2 separate regions of the Mus musculus genome follow, and region 1 is linked to region 2. A link is a contact called in public ChIA-PET data. All regions are on one chromosome and are shown on one strand. Each heading gives the region's core, a stretch centred on a gene start, on an enhancer-like site or on the middle of the called end of the contact. The rest is flanking DNA. Distances are from core to core; before and after follow the strand shown.

What was found. ChIA-PET counts read pairs in DNA pulled down with a chosen protein or histone mark.
Region 1: an RNA polymerase II ChIA-PET map of memory CD8 T cells shows a contact between it and region 2, with 24 read pairs. The contact joins two enhancer-like sites. A contact is called at or near these places in 2 of 115 datasets of contacts at active chromatin or transcription factors (embryonic stem cells and memory CD8 T cells) and 2 of 9 other capture datasets (adipose tissue and liver).

Annotation. Positions count from the first base shown.
Region 1 is chr17:17,599,403-17,604,060 of GRCm38.p6, reverse strand. The region is part of intron 1 of Lnpep (leucyl/cystinyl aminopeptidase); the gene reads left to right. Among named protein-coding and RNA genes, the nearest start is that of Lnpep, 23 kb to the left of the region's middle. Within about 2 kb of position 3,175, at least 186 of the 459 cell types and tissues checked have an H3K27ac peak or open chromatin away from gene starts, as enhancers often do. A contact at or near this core is called in memory CD8 T cells, where this site is marked.
Region 2 is chr17:17,440,454-17,445,475 of GRCm38.p6, reverse strand. Lix1 (limb and CNS expressed 1) reads right to left here. Exons shown (of 6, transcript NM_025681.2): 3 at 1,688-1,828. Among named protein-coding and RNA genes, the nearest start is that of Lix1, 40 kb to the right of the region's middle. Within about 2 kb of position 3,460, at least 26 of the 459 cell types and tissues checked have an H3K27ac peak or open chromatin away from gene starts, as enhancers often do. A contact at or near this core is called in memory CD8 T cells, where this site is marked.

The sequences.
Region 1 (4,658 bases), core at 1,926-4,425, 160 kb before region 2:
TGAAAGTTCTATCTAGTCTTGAATGCCTTGTATATGGAAAATGAACATTTTCTTAATACTTTGTATGTAAAGTACTTTTGGCTTGTGACTTTTAGGTTATTAATGTTATGGAGCGTAGATTCAGTATCTGTCTTAGTCCTCTGGATAATACTTTCTTTTAACAGACATTCAACTTGCTAGGGTTCAGCTCTTAAAACCTGTTTCATTTTGGTGGACAGCAGTTCCAGGATCAGTTCTGTTCTCCTAGCCTTTGCATAATAATGCTTAGTAAACACTTCCCGGTTCTGATCCTGGCACCTGGTGGTAAATTAGGTTACTAGTTAAAGGGAGTTAAAGTTTCAGGTAGGAGTTACTGTTGTGTCGGGTGTGGTGGTATAAACCTACAATGCCTGCATTTAGGAGGCAAGCTAAAACTGCATAGTGAAACACTTGTTTCCAAAAATTAATAAATAAACACAAAATGAAATTTTTTGTCATCGAATCTTAAAGAGATTATCCAGGATTAGCCATTTGAGCCCTTTGAAGTCAAAATTTGTTAATATCATATAGTATGACAATGATTCAGTTGGCCTTTGCTGGATGCAAACAGTTTCTAGGATATGGAAAAGATAAGGAGATGAGTTCTTCCAAGAGCTTTCAGGGGAATCATAGCACTGTTAACAACTGATTTGGCCTCAGCGAGTCCCATTGTGGACTTCTTGCATCTAGAACTTTTGAGAATTAATTTGTGTTGTTATAATAAGCTTTTCAGGTTTGTGGCAAGTGTTGTAGCAGTTATGACTTAAATGTAATATTTTCCATAAGCTCATATGTTTGAACACTTGATCCCAGTTGGTGGAAGATACTGAACCTTATGGACATGGTAATGGATAGTGGTTGGCTATTAGGAGTGAGACTTTGGGATTATAGGCTGGCCCTTGCTTCCAGGTCTGCTCTCTGCATCCTTTCTGCCATGACATAAACAATGTGCTCCAGTTCTCACTGTTAACAGCTACACACCCTTGAGTGATAATCCTTTCTGCTCATGATCAGCTACCTTCTGGACAGTGTGCCAAAGACAATGCTCTGTTGTTTCTGTCAGCTATGTTTGTCACAATGGTAAGAATAGCAACTACTGTAAGCAGAAATAGACACCAATGCACACTGCTACCTTGCAGCTTTGATCTGTATGTATGTATATATGCATGTATGTATGTATGTTTATATGCATGTATGTATATATGTATGTATCTCCCTATTGCCCCCCTCTCTAGTTCTCTGGTGGTTATTCTGTAATTTTTGTAAGTTCATAGAAAAATATCTCTAGGTTCATAGAACAATTCTTTTCCCTCTGGCATTCTCTCAACACTGTAGCCTGCAGGGCTACTTTTCCTGGTTCTCGTACACAGAAATATCAGGCTGGCTCAATGAAATTCTACCTAATTGGCACCAGCACACTATTTGTGACTAAAGCCTGCCCTAAGGGTAGAATGGTCAAAGGAAAGAGAACAGTATTAAGATAGACACTAATCCTCGTGTAGACTGCTTTGCCAAGTGTTTTCTCCATTATCTCCTGTAAGGCAAAGTGAACTGTGGACAGCTATGAAGTAATCTGAGGACAAAGCATGTCGAGACCTTAGTCGTTTTTGCCAGTGTCTTAGAGTTGTCTCTAACCTAATTCAAGAATAGTTTTAGGACACTCCCTTTATTGAACTTTGCCAGAGATTTCCACCCAACTTGTCAGAATAAATCTCTTTATGTTTCATAAGCTAGTTGAATTACCTAATAGCTATAGCATGACTGAAAATATCACTTCTGACTTTGGGTAATGCCCCCACACACTGCCCTCTACCATAAGAGGAGAGCTGACCTGCTGCAAATGTGGATATGCTGTGCATAGAAGTTTACTAATTTCCATTGCCACCATGACAAATGATCACAGATTAGATAGAAAATAAAGTACAAAATTGTTCTCCTACAACTCTGTAGGCCAAATGCATGACCTGTCTTAGCCGGGTGTTGCTAGTAAACACTCTGTGGGCTCTGGGTAGGAACTATGGCCTTTAGTTTCCCAGCTTCTAAAGGCCACTTACATTCTTTTGCTCCTACTCCCTCTTTTCATCTTCAAAGCTGCAAAAGGCAAGCCATGCCCTTTTTTATATAACTGTACCCTGATCTATCCACCTCTCGCCTTCACTAAGGACTGATTTAATTATGTTGAGCCCAGAGTTGTTTCTGCTAATGGCATTCCATTTTTCTTCATGATTATTATACAGTTAATTGAACCATGTCCTATGTCTTGTTGAGGTTTCTATGTACAGAATTGAAGAAGAGATATGAGTGGTATTATTGTGATTTGGTTTATGTGACACTAATACTTGAGCATTGGTCACTTCACCCAAGTGGCCATACTATAATGGTACTCACTTAGTTTAATTATTTGCTGAAATCTTCACTTTAACTTTTGATAATATATAGAGTTTGGGTTTTTTGTTTGTTTTGTTGTTGCTGTTGGATTGCTTTATTTTTGGTTTGGGGATGGTACTAGGAGTCAAAGCCAGGAATTGTGCCTGAACCTAGATAGAAATCTGAGAAGACAGAAAATTTCTGGTGATAGGAATTTCCTCTGTATTTAAAACCACAAACTTTATAAATGTCTTAAATGGTAATAAATAGTAATAAACATATATCTTAATCTAACCTATTTCTTTTAAATATTATTATAACTCAGAGACTGCATAGTCAAAGAACTGCTTGTTACCTAATATTCTAAATCATAACCAAGTTATAAATCCCCTGAAAAATACAACTATAGTAAAATTAAGTACTGTGAAAAAAAAAGAGTCTAAACTAAAACCTAAAATAAAGAAAAAAAAAAAAAAACCAACAAAAACAACTCTGCTGGGCACGGTGATTCATACCAGTATTCTCAGCACTAGCAGTCTTTGCCAAGGCCAAAGCCTTGAGCAATCGTACTGGATTGAGGCCAGCCATGGGTGAGCTGAAAGCCAGCCTGAGCCAAGAGTGAAATCCTGTCTAAAGAAAACTAAACAGCAAAATTCAGTGCAGCATGATTTGCTATAAACTTTATGTTGTTAATTAGAACGAGGCATATGAGACAAGTTGGCCAATTTCTGAGGTTTGGCTGAGAAGCACCAGTGCCTGGGTAAGTTTGCTTTTCAGACAGAACACTGAGTTCTGTGTCTTTAAAATTAACAGTGCAGTCATTGATTGCCCTCCAGCCCCAGTGATGACCATATGTTCAGAATAGTACTTTTAAGAAATGGAAAATAGTTAAGCATGTTTTAAAGATCTTATAAAGACATTTAAGAATTTTGTGGAAGTTTTTTCCACTTAGAAAAAATTGAAGTACAGTCTCCCCCAGATACTTATTTACTGTACCAGGGGTCACTCAACAAGTAGAACAGGGGAAAAGGAAACAACAGATACAGTTTTCCCAAAAGCATCAACCCTGATAAAATGAGAGTTCTCTAAAGATATGACCTCCCCACCCATCATGTTTAGACTGTTTTGTATGAGATTTGTATTGAACTTTGTTGCTTAGTTTTCACTGGTAAGTTTGACTCTTACTGTTATTTTTATCTTTCTGATTAGATTTTAAGAATTTATGTTAGTAACAAAGTATGAAAATTCATTAAAATATGAGTTCCCATTGCTTTTTTTTAAGGGGGGGGGATAAGAATATCTCAAACAGAGTTGGAACCTGTAATATCAGCAAACTTGCTTCTCTTCTCTTCTTGGACACTTTTAAGGTATCCTATTATTTGAAGATAATTATTTTGAAAAACATTTGTGGTGCAAAACCAAATGACTGCTCTGAGGTTGCTTAACCATTTCCTGTGACTCTGAGAAACTGGCTGCTTTCAGAATCACTGTGCTGAGTCTCGGGTGCAGTGAACTATTTCACTCTCATCTTCCTGTAAAGTTTACCCACACACATACATATTACACACACACATACACATATTACACACATACACACATACATATTACACACACACATATTACACACACACACACACCAACAACTAAAGAAAAAGAGGCTAGGAATTTGAAAGAGAGTTGAGGGTGATACATAGGAAGGTTTGGAGGGAATAATGGGAAGGGGAGAATAATGTAATTATAATCTCAAAAATAAAAATAATTATTTATAAAAATATGTTTTGTTTCTGTAATTCTTAGCAAATATCCTTCAACAAATGTAATTGTTTTATGCATGAAATTCTTAGGGCTCTCTTTGAAGGTATAGTTAAGATGCAAATGGTTGTTTTTTTTTATAACAGCACTTAGTTTTTTAACAACAAACTTGAAGTGTTAGTACGGGAGATACTGGGATATTTCTTTTTTCCTTCCTTTCTTTTCTTTCTTTGTTTTCTCTTCTTTTTCTTATCCTCCTCCTCCTGCTCTTCTTCCTCTTCCCCCTCCTCCTCCTTTTTTTTTTTTTTTTTTTTAAAGACAGTGTCTTTCTATATACCCCCACCCCCAAGCTGTCCTGGAATTTACTAGGTAGGCCAGGCTAGCCTCAAACTCAGAGATCTGCCTGCCTCTGCCTTTGCCTCCCAAGTGCTGGGGTTAGAGATGTGTGCCACCATACTCAACTCTATCTCTTAATTTTAATGAGAGAGGGAGAAAGTCCATCTTGCTGTTTCTGTTTGGTT
Region 2 (5,022 bases), core at 2,211-4,710:
AGGTAGGCGACAGGTAGAAATGAAGTTCGTTTTCAGCTTTCTTGTAGGGAACGGCACCAAGCAGCAAACACAAGCTCTCTGAAATGGCATTCAGACCTCCTTCTGAGGTCTCCCTCTACCCCATGGCCTTCGAGTCCCAGGATGGTGGGCGATAGCAAGGTTCTGAGACTGAACAAACAACTGTCAGCGTCAGACAGCAGTAAATGTATAGCTTTGCATGCAATAACATTAACACAGTGCTTCTGAAATATTTATGTTGGCCTTTTAGAAATCCTAGGGGAAATCCATCCAGAGGTCTGCAAGCCATATATATTCTTGCTCTTTAGAAATTTCCATGAAAAATGACAAATTGCATTTACATTGAGAGCCCTTTCCTGTTCCTAAGTAAATTCCACGTGTATATAAATCAGGCATCATTTTCCTAACTTCTCTTCCTCAAAGGCACTTGAAATTTACAGGGTCAGAAAATAAAGGCTTCCTTTTCTCTTCAGACCAGATAGAGTGCAGAACTCTCCACTTTCTCCCAGCCAGCCTACCAGCCCTACTGTCCTGCAGGCCCATCTCTCCTCTAAGTGATAAGAGCACTTCATAAGGGGAAAGAGTCCCTAATAGTCTGATCATCTCCTTTGGCAGGGCAGCAGCTGCCCTGTAAAAACAGAGTCTGTCAATTCAAGGCAACAAAAGGGAGTGGGGGATGTGGTCACACAATGGCCTTTAATTCCAGCCCTCAGGAGGCAGTAGCAGGCAGATTCCTGTGAGGTCCAGGCCAGACTAGTCTACATAGTGAGTTCGAGGACAGCCAGGACTAAGTTGTAAGACCCTGTCTGAGAGAGGAGGGGGTGGAAGGGTGAGGGGTAGGGGTGAGTGGAGAAGAGGAGATAAAGGGAGAATGAGAAAGGTGACAAAGTTTGTTCTTCTATAGTTCAAGCTCCTGCCCTTGAGCACACACAGAAAAACATCTGCTGTAGGTGGGGCTCAGGTTTCCTCTGTGGCTTACAAGTGGAGATAGTGGGCAGGAACTCTCCACCATTTACTGAACACGTAAATATCCAGCCATAGATGGCTGAGAGAGTTCCCTATTTAAATTTCTAAGACCCATTTTGTTATGTCATTTTTTTTTTCTCTCAAAGCATTTAATTGTACCTGTCACAGAAACTTTCAACACTTACCGGAGAAGGTGAACACCTAGGAACCATGATTATTCTAACACATAGAGCTGTCTAAGCAGCCCACAGTATTTTAGTACTATAAATTGCAAACCTGCATGCTAGCTGGGAAATTAGCATTTACAGTAGGGACTTCACATAATTAGCATGATTAGTTCAATTTGGGGAAAATTAGAACTGGTTTGTCATTCGATTATAAATCTTTCTTCCATTGCCTACATTCTTGGACCATTGGAATCAGTGTAATCATGTGACATTCCTCACCCCGAATCTTGATCGTTTTTGATCCTGGCTTGTCAAGAGTATTGGCAAAATGCACAATGAGCAGCTAGCTCCACCTTCATGAGTTTCAACCTAAGGTTTATTTTGCTAAATGTTAGTAAGTCACTGGACAAAATCTAACCTCCACATTGTTGAAATGAGAAATTTGCTTACTTTAGTATTTCCCAAGATTCAAATGTCCCCATGTTATCACAGAGGCCACATCTTTCTTGCCCTTCCCCCGCCCCCTCGGTACTCACCCTGGTGGAGGCTACTGCTTCCTGAACACTCTCCATGATGAACTCCTTGGTGATCCTTCGGGAGGGTAGCTCATTGAAGAGAGAGTTGATGAGCGCCACTTTAGCAGCATCCCGCCTGGCCTCAGCTCTACTTAAGCAGCACTTGAGAAGGAAGGAGAGGGAGTGTTAAAGAAGTCAGCATCTCACAATTCCAACACTGCATTTCCACGTATCCATTTATATGGGTTCTGGACTCAGACTGTTGGTGTTCAGCTCTTAACTGTATAAGCCTTTGAACTAGTTAATTATTCTCTGTGTGTGATGTCCTTCTTAGTAACATAATAGTAGGGTTGAATCTGAAATTGATTAGTTGATATGCAGAAACTCTCATCCAACACAAGAGATCTAACACACCCACATATAAGCAAGAAGGCTTTTGGTAGAGCATGAGGCAGCAAATCTTTCAAACTTTAGATATCTCCCAAGGGTTAGAATACTTAGATCAGAGAGTTTCTGCATATATGGTTTTATTTTGTGCTATAAACTTGGCCAGAAATATAAAGGGCCATAAGATTTGAGTCAGGTTGTCCTTCAGTGATGCTTAAATGCTGCGTCTTTGGGAATTTTGGCCTACCACTTTCAAGCCAGGCTGCAGGCCCCGACCATATTTGAGTATAATTGTTTGCTGGTCATTCCCTGCTGTCTCCTACCTTCATGCCTTGATTATTACACATTTTTCTTTGTGTCTCTCCCCTATTACATAATTGTGATGTAATTTCTTTGCATCCCTGCCCTATTATGATATACTGAATGGATAACAGACTGAAGTATAGGCTAGTCAGTAACAAACCAATAAAACACCTAATAAAATGTGTAAGAAGTTCTTTCAAGAATAAATATATATACTTCTTATTGTTAAAAAGTACCATTCCTATACACTTTTATGGTATTGTGAGCCAGCAATATGAAAGTATATTAAGCATGGGCTAAAATTCATAAGGATAATTGGCTATTATGCTCAGACCCTGATATGAGCATTTTTGCCAATGTATAGGCAAAACAATGTTATGTTTATTATTCTTTGACAAACTAGTTTCCCATTAAAAAAGCAAGGGTTTTGCCAATATTACACAACATTTGTAACAGCAACTCGTTTTAATATAAGTTTGGCTTTACAAAATCTACAACAGATCTTTAGGATTTTAAAATTTAGGAAATAAAAGTCAGATCAGAGCAATCTTAAGAAATACTTTTCTGTCTAAATAATAGTAGTTTAAGCCAACTTTGTGTGTATGTGTGTGTGTGTGTGTGTGTGAGAGAGAGAGAGAGAGAGAGAGAGAGAGAGAGAGAGAACACTACATAGTTAAAAGAAGCTATCTATTTAAGTAGAGCAACTAAGTACTAGATCAAAGGACGCATGTACATTTACAGCAGTATGGCACTGCTTCACAGATCAAAGTAGAGTCAGGCAGGCAGGCAGGCAGGCAGGCAGGCCGTAGACAGAGCCTTTACCAGGGAAGCATGAAAAAAGAAGGTGGGGGACTCAGCTAATATCAAGATGTGAAATCAGACACCTGCCGTCACTTGTTTTATTATTTCAGTGTACTGTTGGGTTTTTTTGTTTGCTTGCTTGCTTGCTTTTCCCTCCCAATGGGGAGAAAGTGTGCCTGTTAATAAGCACATAAAACCAGCTCAGAGCCATCCAAGAACTTTTCTCCCTATTGTCCTTTGTATTTCTGAAAGACAAGTTCCTCAGAATGTCTTTAATGTTAGCCAGCTGCTTTCTTCTGAAACTACAAATCCAAGCCAGTAACTGCCGCCTGTTTTGGTTTTGAGAGCTTTAAGGAGGGCCTTTCCCCCATAAGAACTTGTACTTGGGCAAGCAATTTAGCTCATTTGCAGTCTGCTTGGGGTGTCAAAACCAAAGTCCAGATGCTCCTGTAAGAACAAGCACTTTCAGAGTCACCACCAAACAGTGGGGACCACTGTAAGAAAATAAAATATGGCAAGTTACAGGGTGTTTTATTGTTTTCCAAACTGGTTATCAGGGCCATCGATAGGGGTAAGTGAAGTATGATGTTATTTCAAAGCAGCTCCCTGCTGGAATTAGACTTTCCCATATGGTTTATTCTCACTGTTTTTCCACCAGACCTCATCATAAATACAGATCTGTAAACTGCTTTATGTGCCCCCCCCATTCTTATTCGCTAATACAGAGAGACAGCTTCCATCCTCTGCACTCTGAAAGTTCTGAGCTTGAATATTCAACAGTCATGATCTTTAGCAAAGTCAGCTGTGGACTTCTTAGGCATGTGAAATGAGATGCATTGTGAGTGGCCAGCAGACCCCACTCCATTTCCATTAAACTTTCTAAATTCTACTGGATAAGAAAATTTCCCCAAGCCCAAATCCTTTGGCTTTGTATTTTATTTTGGAGTTTAGGTCATCTGCTGGTCATCAGGAGCCCATAGATGACCCAATGAAGATCTCCACTGAATCTACCCCAAAACTCAAGTCCAGTAGTTCAAGACCCTTGATGCTCATTTTGCTGTTACTTGGTGACTTGTTAAATACGTCTAATTCCAGGCACCAAACTGATTAATAAAAATAACTTTATATAATAAAGTGAATAGTGAATGGTATGCATGTATGTATCTGGGGGAGGGGGTACTGATTTCAGGCATATGTGCATCATTGGATGTGCCTGGAGGACAGTCTTTAGGGGAATATGTCTAGAGGTAAGCAGACAATTTTGGGAGTCCATTCCCTCCTTCTACCACAGGTCCCAGAGAGTCAGCATCAGGCAAATCATCTTACCTGCTGAGACATCTTGCTGGGCAGCTTACTTTTTGGGATGGGATCTTCCACTGAACTCAGAGGTGACCAATTAATTAGATTGGCTGGGTAGTAAGCTTGAAGACCCAGTGCTGAGATCTGAGATGGTAGGTACATGTTTTTATGCCTCACTTTTTTTTTTAATATGTGGGTACTGGGGGTCAAACTCATAACCTCACACTTGTGTAGCAAACACTTGATCAACTGACCCAACTCCCCAGCTCCCAAATATGCATTTTAATAAGCCTTCCAGATGATTCTGAAGTCCCTAGGCTCGTTCTTAGAAAAATGCTTCTTCAGCTGCTTCTGCCTATCCCACTTCTAACTGGCAGTGGCAGAACCCGGTTTTGTAGGTCTTGAGCCTTACAATATTTCATGAAACTTATTTAAGAAAAACAATGACAAATTTCAAGTAAGATATGTTGACATTATGCTTTTAGTCAGCCAGCATAGACGCTTCCTTGTCTTCCTGATAAATCCCCCTTTGTGAACACAGAACAATGCTAGTTTCTCAGTAGAGG